Regions from separate parts of the Mus musculus genome. Here region 2 is linked to region 1. Evidence: chromatin contacts called from public Hi-C data. All regions are on one chromosome and are shown on one strand. Each heading gives the region's core, a stretch centred on a gene start, on an enhancer-like site or on the middle of the called end of the contact. The rest is flanking DNA. Distances are from core to core; before and after follow the strand shown. Region 1 holds the start of Slc9a3r1 (solute carrier family 9 (sodium/hydrogen exchanger), member 3 regulator 1). Region 2 holds the start of Armc7 (armadillo repeat containing 7).

Evidence for each region. Hi-C and Micro-C count contacts between places; a contact is called where the count stands out from the background.
Region 2: a Hi-C map of embryonic stem cells shows a contact between it and region 1, with 3 times the contacts expected there. The contact joins the promoter of Armc7 here to the promoter of Slc9a3r1 in region 1. A contact is called at or near these places in 5 of 39 promoter capture datasets (cranial neural crest, embryonic stem cells, frontonasal cranial neural crest and 2 more), 1 of 15 datasets of contacts at CTCF or cohesin (the NIH/3T3 cell line), 22 of 484 Hi-C or Micro-C datasets (CD4 T cells, CD8 T cells, CD8 central memory T cells and 13 more), 10 of 115 datasets of contacts at active chromatin or transcription factors (the SCID.adh cell line, bone marrow-derived dendritic cells, effector CD8 T cells and 4 more) and 2 of 9 other capture datasets (liver and pancreatic islet).

The regions. Positions count from the first base shown.
Region 1 is chr11:115,161,675-115,165,037 of GRCm38.p6, forward strand. It overlaps Slc9a3r1 (solute carrier family 9 (sodium/hydrogen exchanger), member 3 regulator 1), which reads left to right and starts at 1,667. Exons shown (of 6, transcript NM_012030.2): 1 at 1,667-2,277. The coding sequence starts at 1,852. Rab37 (RAB37, member RAS oncogene family) reads left to right here. Exons shown (of 9, transcript NM_021411.4): 9 at 1-566.
Region 2 is chr11:115,473,966-115,477,407 of GRCm38.p6, forward strand. It overlaps Armc7 (armadillo repeat containing 7), which reads left to right and starts at 1,702. Exons shown (of 3, transcript NM_177778.5): 1 at 1,702-2,062; 2 at 2,157-2,300. The coding sequence starts at 1,972. It overlaps Slc16a5 (solute carrier family 16 (monocarboxylic acid transporters), member 5), which reads left to right. Exons shown (of 4, transcript NM_001080934.1): 4 at 1-433.

The sequences.
Region 1 (3,363 bases), core at 417-2,916:
TTAACTTCAGACCAATACTAGGGCAAAATGGTTTTATCTTTTCCTCTTCCGCTAAATCGGGTTGAGAGGGTGGGAAGTTGTCGATTTGGGGGCGGGCTGATGCTATGTGCACAAAACAAGGAAGTATGAGCAAGTCTGGGGTACGGAGAGGGGCAACAAGCCCTGTAGGCCCAAGGCCATGTGTCTCCCAAAGCTCTGATCTGACCCTTAGAAGGAAGGACACTCGGAGGTGTGCAGATCCATGACCAAAGGAAGCTTTACTACATCTATATAGGTTGGGCAGCGAGTGAGGCTCCAAGAAAGTATGCATTACACATATCTGAGGTTACTATATTTGCTTTCAAGGCAGAAATCTTGCTCCCAGAGCAAAGTCAGCACTCTAAACTTGGGTTGATAAGGAAACTCTCTGTGACCTCTCATAGGAAGATCAGGGAGGAGCCTGGGCTCCGGGTTCTCTTCTGGGGCTCTGAGCTGATTGCTGGAGCTCTAGTCACATACATAGCTCTGGGCCTCTGGCATTTCTGTTTTTCCAGAATTAAATTGCAGTATTTTGGAAAATATACTCTGACCGGTTTTTCCCCCTCTGTTTATTCCCAGAAGGAGGATCGTGTTAGAGAGTTTGTTACGTGGCACGTTGTGGGAAACTGTTACCCAATGTCCGAATCATTCCATCTTCACCCATTGGCGTCCTCATAGGTTCAACTTACCCTTAACTGACTACCCTCCCCCACCCCCAGCCTCTGTGGCCACATCTGCGCTGGCAAGAGGGAGCTGGAATGCTTATCTCACAATCCAAGTCATTTTTCTGTTGAACAAAGCCAGTCTTCCATTCCCTCTGAAGTGAATCCTGAGATTGACTACCTAGCTGTCTCACCCGCCCTCTCTCCGTGGCTAAAGGCTACTGCCAAAACTAAGCCCTTTATTTATTATTCATTTATCTGTTCTCAGACAGCCTGTCTTCCAGGTGGGCTGCAAGGAGCCTCAGTCTCTACCAAGCCCTACAAGTTTCTAGAAGGGATCAGAGCCCAAACCTCTGTCTATATGCATGTCCAGGGATAGAGGGGCGGCTCCACAAGAAGAAACTTTGTTATTTAAACAACTCTACTCCGGAGTTATTCTGTTACAGTTACCCTGTTACAGTGTTACTGTGTTACAGAAGACATCCGTCCGGTTCTTAAGTTGGCTCTGGGGAGGGGGAGGAGTGAGTGTGGGGGAGCATGGGGTGGTTTCCCCAGCAACTGTCGCTCCCCTCTCTCGGGCCAAGCTATGCAACAGGCTTTGGCTCAAGGCGGTTAAAGCGTTGAGAATCCTTTACCCAGAGACTAGCTCTTCTAAATCCCCCTCCACAACGTGGAAACCAGAGCGGAGCCCGTGGGGCCTCTGGGCTCAGTACCTGGAACCCCGCCCCAGCCCCGGCCTCGGCCCCGCCCGATCAGCCCAACTCCGCACTTGGTAACAAACACTTCCACTTCCTGGGCTCTCTTTTCTTCTCCCGCTGCGGGGTGCCGCGCCGAGTGCAGGCCACGCCCCACTCTCCTGATTGGTTAGATTTGTTCACCCTGGCGCAAGAGCCCGGTTCGTGATTTCTGATTGGTCTACTGTGATCCACACCCACCGCGCGGCCCCGCCCTCGGGTTTAGGAGCTGGGGCGGGTTCTGGAACGCTCAGACGCCGCGCAGGGCGGGGATTGGCCGGCTCCCTTCCTGTGCGTTCGCAACCGCGGTTCCCGGGACACCTGTTCCCTGTGCCCCGTGCGGTGCTCAGCTCCCAACTCGAGCTCTGCGGCTCGGGGAGAAAGGTCGTGAGTCCCCGGCCTCCGACGGCACCCGCGCTGAGCCTTCGCAGAACAAGATGAGCGCGGACGCAGCGGCCGGGGAGCCTCTGCCCCGGCTCTGCTGCCTGGAGAAGGGTCCAAATGGCTACGGCTTCCACCTGCACGGGGAGAAGGGCAAGGTGGGCCAGTTTATCCGTCTGGTAGAACCTGGCTCGCCGGCCGAGAAGTCGGGGTTGTTGGCTGGAGACCGATTGGTGGAGGTGAACGGTGAGAATGTGGAGAAGGAGACGCATCAGCAGGTGGTGAGCCGCATCCGCGCAGCGCTGAACGCCGTGCGCCTGCTGGTGGTCGACCCGGAGACCGACGAGCGTCTCAAGAAGCTGGGCGTCTCGATCCGGGAAGAGCTGCTGCGCCCCCAGGAGAAGTCCGAACAAGCCGAGCCTCCAGCGGCCGCCGACACTCATGAGGCTGGGGACCAGAATGAGGCCGAAAAGAGCCACTTGGTAAGTGCGGGTTGGGCTTGGTGTAGGACTAGGATTCTAGAGAGACTCGGGCACCCCGGACTTCCAAGCACTTTCTGAAACTCGAGCAGCGAGGAGGAAACGGCTTCTGCCCTCTGTCCCGGAGCCTTCGCAGTTTCTAAGGCGAGCTTCGGAGTGCGACCAGCGACCCCACCGCCCTGTCCGGGCTGGCTGGGGAGCGGAGCTCCTTTGCCGCCTGCATCTCCTGACTGCTTGAACTTTGCGAAGACGGCGCAAAGAAACCCAGTCCCCTTCTCTGCTCCCATTCCTTGGATTCCGCCCCACAACCCGGACTCATTCCTGGGTTATCCTTGCCTACAGCTAAGCTAAGAGCTCTCCCCACCACCCCCCGCATCTCCCTCCCTCCCTCCCTCTTTCTACTCTCTTCTCTTCAGTCCCTGTGGATGGTAGCTCAAAGTGGCTTAAAGGCTGAATAACTAAGGGTCCCTGGGAGGACCCCTTCAGCCCTACCCACATCCTGGGTCCTCTAGTTTGTGCATCATTAACTCACACCGGTTGGACTTCATCCTTCTCAAGACTAAAGTGACTTCTAAGAAAGAGAGGAAGTCTCAACGTCTCGGAGCTAGGGGTGGGGGTGGGGTGCCGGGAGGAGGTGCAGAAGCGTCTTGGGGGTGGTGGCTCTGCCACCCCGGAGGATTTATGGTCCTCTGGAATGTGAGGAGTAAGCGCTCGCTAGCTGGTATCTGGGAGCCTGGTGGGAGGACCTTAGAAGAGGAGGAAAAGGAGAAAGATGGGTGGGGGAGGGAGCAGGAACAGGCCAGGCAGCGTCCTGCAGAGCCGACCCTCGCAGGTGGTCCCGCCCTGGTGTCTCCTCTTCTCTGTCCAGCGATTGTAAGCCGGCTGGTTGGGTTTTGCCAGTGGTTGGTATTTCCCCCAAACAACCCCAGTTTGGATCAGCTGCTGGAGGGGCAGTTGGCAAAACAGGAGTTGTGCTGAGAGCCTCCCTGTCCCTTAGAAAACAAGGAGGGAAGGAGGCCAGGTTCAGGGCTCAGACCCTGGGAGCAGGGTCCCTTCAGTACGCACTGGCTCTCTCTTCCTGATCGATAC
Region 2 (3,442 bases), core at 452-2,951, 310 kb after region 1:
TGTTGGTTCAGGCTCCACCAGGCTCCAGCAAGAAAACCTTATCAGGAAAATGATTTTATTTTCATGACTGACGCCAGCCATCCTCCTCCACAAGTCCATCTGGCATGAATAAGCATCTTTAGGAGGCGATCGGTTCCTCTAAGGTGCTGTCACGAGTGCCCCCTCATGGTCAAAGGAAGTACTGCAGCCGTGCATTTGCTGAGTTGCTTATGTTCACTGTCTCTAGACCTTGGGTGGAGACGGCTGAGTAGGTAAAGGTGCTGGCTGCATGCCGACAACTTGAGTTTGATTCCTGGGACCCACATGGACAAGGAGAGGCCCCACTACCACAAGTTGTTCTGTGGCGTGCCCATGTGCGCGCACCATACACACACACAAATAAACGTTATTAAAAAAATTTTTTTGGCCTGTATGAGATGCCATCTTCCAATTGAAGTCTGCCTCTCTGTCTAATGTCCCCTACTGCTTTCCGGATCGCAACTCAGAACTGAGCTTGACCCCACCCCCACCCCCCAAGGAAGTTTCTACTCTGAAGGGCAAATGCCAGGGACCTATTTTTCATTCTAACAGAAAACAGAGTTGGGGCTGGCTAACAGGCCCACGTCCAGGAAAAATAGAATCTGTGATCCTCCAGCTAGGAAATTTTCATCACACTTGCCCGTTGGTAATAATGGCATTAATCTGAGGGCAATAAGCAACGAAGAAATGAGGGTGCAAATGTAGTTTAGTCACGTACATCAAACCTTCACTTCCATCTCCAGCCCCACCCATGCCCAGGTGTGCTGTAATCCCAGTTCTTTGGAGCCTGGGGCTTGGAGACAAGATGGAAGCAAAGTCTACTCTTTTGTAGCCAGGATCTGCTTTGGACCATCCCTGGAAAATTTTGAGGGGAGTCTGCAAAGTATTTGTTCTGGAATCTCAAAGGCTCCAGGTCCCCAGGTCTTTGATGTTCTGACTAGTCAGACGCTTGGCCATCTTGAGCTGAGATGTAAGAAGTCTGCCTAGCCTGCTTCTTATAAAACCTAAAGGGCACAGAGTTCTCACGGAGCAACCTTGGTTCTCAAGCATCCAAACTAAGACTAAAACTCTTGCTCTTGGTTGATGTTGGGCATGGATTGATCACTGGAACTTAAACCCCAGAGGTGGGGGCCAGGGAAAGGTGAAGTACACAAACCATTCTGCTGTGATTCAGGTCCCTGGTACCAAACATAGTACATGACCCCTGACCCTTGCCCTAAAAACCCTTACTGCCTCCATCCTCCACCTCCACCACAGCACGGCAAAGCTGGGCCCCTCCCTGACGCTCCTTGTGACCCTAAGATTGTGTTTGGGGTTTGATGGATGTTCTGTTTTGTTACCAGGGTCTTGCCATGTAGCTCTGGATTGCCTTGTAGACTAAACCGTCCTTAAACTCCGTGTTCTGGGATTAAACTACTATCATGTCTAGATGGCCTGAAGATCCGTCTGCCCGGCTGTCAATCCATCCACCATTCTCTCTCTCCTTTTCTCCTCTTTCCCTCCCCTCTCCCTTCCTCTCTCCTTCGACGCATCCCCGCTGCGGCGGCTGCGCAGTGGAGGGTTAAAGCCTCCAGCTCTAGAAATCCGGAGGGAAGCCCAGGAGGCGCCCAGTAACCACGCCCAATCCCGTCCTGGTCCCGCTCACTCCGTTTCCTGGGGCGGGGCTAGAGAGACTTCCGCCCTGAACCAGGAAGCGGTGCAGGGAGTGTGGTAAGGGGGCGTGCCTGCCTTCAGTTCCGAAAAGCCACAGCGTCTCGCCCGGGTTGAATTTTGGTTTTCAGATCCGGCTCAGACAGGATCCTGAGACCCCTGGCCACCCCCACAGCTCATCCCCAGCTGCAGACGCGGATCTCAGGACAAGACTGGGTTTGCTGCCGCTCTGTCGCCGCCGGGACAGGTCAGGATCCAGGCCTTGTGGCCTCTACCGGAGCTCCCAACTCCGCCGCCCCAGCCATGGCACAGAAACCCAAGATAGACCCCCACGTCGGGCGGCTAGGCTACTTGCAGGCGCTGGTCACAGAGTTCCAGGAAACCGAGAGCCAAGGTAAGAGGTGTAGCGTGGGCACGAGGGACCCAGGAGGGTTCTGACGGCAGCCGCCGCCGCACAGGTCCGACCCCAGGGCTGCTTCCCATTGCAGATGCCAAGGAGCAAGTCCTCGCCAACCTCGCCAACTTCGCTTATGACCCGGGCAACTACCAGTACCTACGGCAACTACAAGTCCTGGACTTATTCCTTGATTCTCTGTCGGAAGAGAATGAAACCCTAATCAAGTTTGCTATTGGTAAGAGTTAGGCTGCCCCCAACCCCCGTGCCCGCGCGCCTCCCCCCAAGTTATAGACTAGAGCGACTTGAGAGTCAGGCATGCCACTCGCCTATAAAACTAGCATTACGGGAGGCTGAAGCAGGAGGATGGTTGCGACTTGGGGGCCAGCCTGGGATTCAGAGTAAGACACTGTCACTAAACAAACTAGTGTTTGGGATGGGATCTCATCTAGGGCAGAGCTGCCGTGTGTGGACCACCTACCTTCTCCTCCTCCACACATTATCGGGGTCACAGCTCATTCCAAACAAGTCGTGTCTTTCTTCCTCTTAGAAAAGAGATAATAAGTGAGGAAATGGGGTGAAACCTCTTTGAAAGAAGTTTAGTTTTTTGTTTGTTTGTTTGCTTGATTTTGATTTTTTTGAGACAGGATTTCTCTGTGTAGCCCTGGCTATTCTGGAACTCACTCTGTAGACCAGGCTGGCCTTGAACTCAGAAATCTGCCTGCCTCTCTGCCTCCCAAATGCTGGGATTAAAGGTGTGCGCCACCACTGCCCGGCTGGAGCTTGCCCTTGTATTGTTTACTGTCAAGAGGTGCAAAGGTAGCTTAGAACTCCTATAGTTGGGTTATTGTAAGGCCGTTTGAATTATTCAAGGTAGACTCTTTTACATTTGCTGTGTAGGTGTGTGTTTGCATGTGTGTGTGGATGAGTGTGAGTATGCATGTGCACCAGGCTGTATGCATGAAATTTGTCAAGAGTCAGTTCTCCCCGAGTACAGTGGTACATGCCTTTCATCCCCAGTACTGGGAAGACAGAGGTAGGTAGATCTTTCCGAGTTCCAGGCCAGCCTAGCGTGAGTACTGAGTTCTGGACCATCTAGGGCTATGTGGTAAGATGTCGTCTCTAAAAACTAAGGTAGTCGTTGTTGTTGTGTTCTCCTCTTCCAGTTGCTAAGGGAAGATCTCTGTGCCTTCAGAGTAGGGCAGTGCACTCCATAGCTGGGCCGTGAGCCTCCAGCTAATGGGGAGAGAGTGCTGGGGTTCCAGATGCTCGACACTGCATCTGGTTTTCTTATGTAGGTCCCTGGAACCGAATTCAGGTCATCAGAATTGTGTGGCAAGCTCTTTTACCTACTAAGCCATCTCCTCTGCCCCATGATAG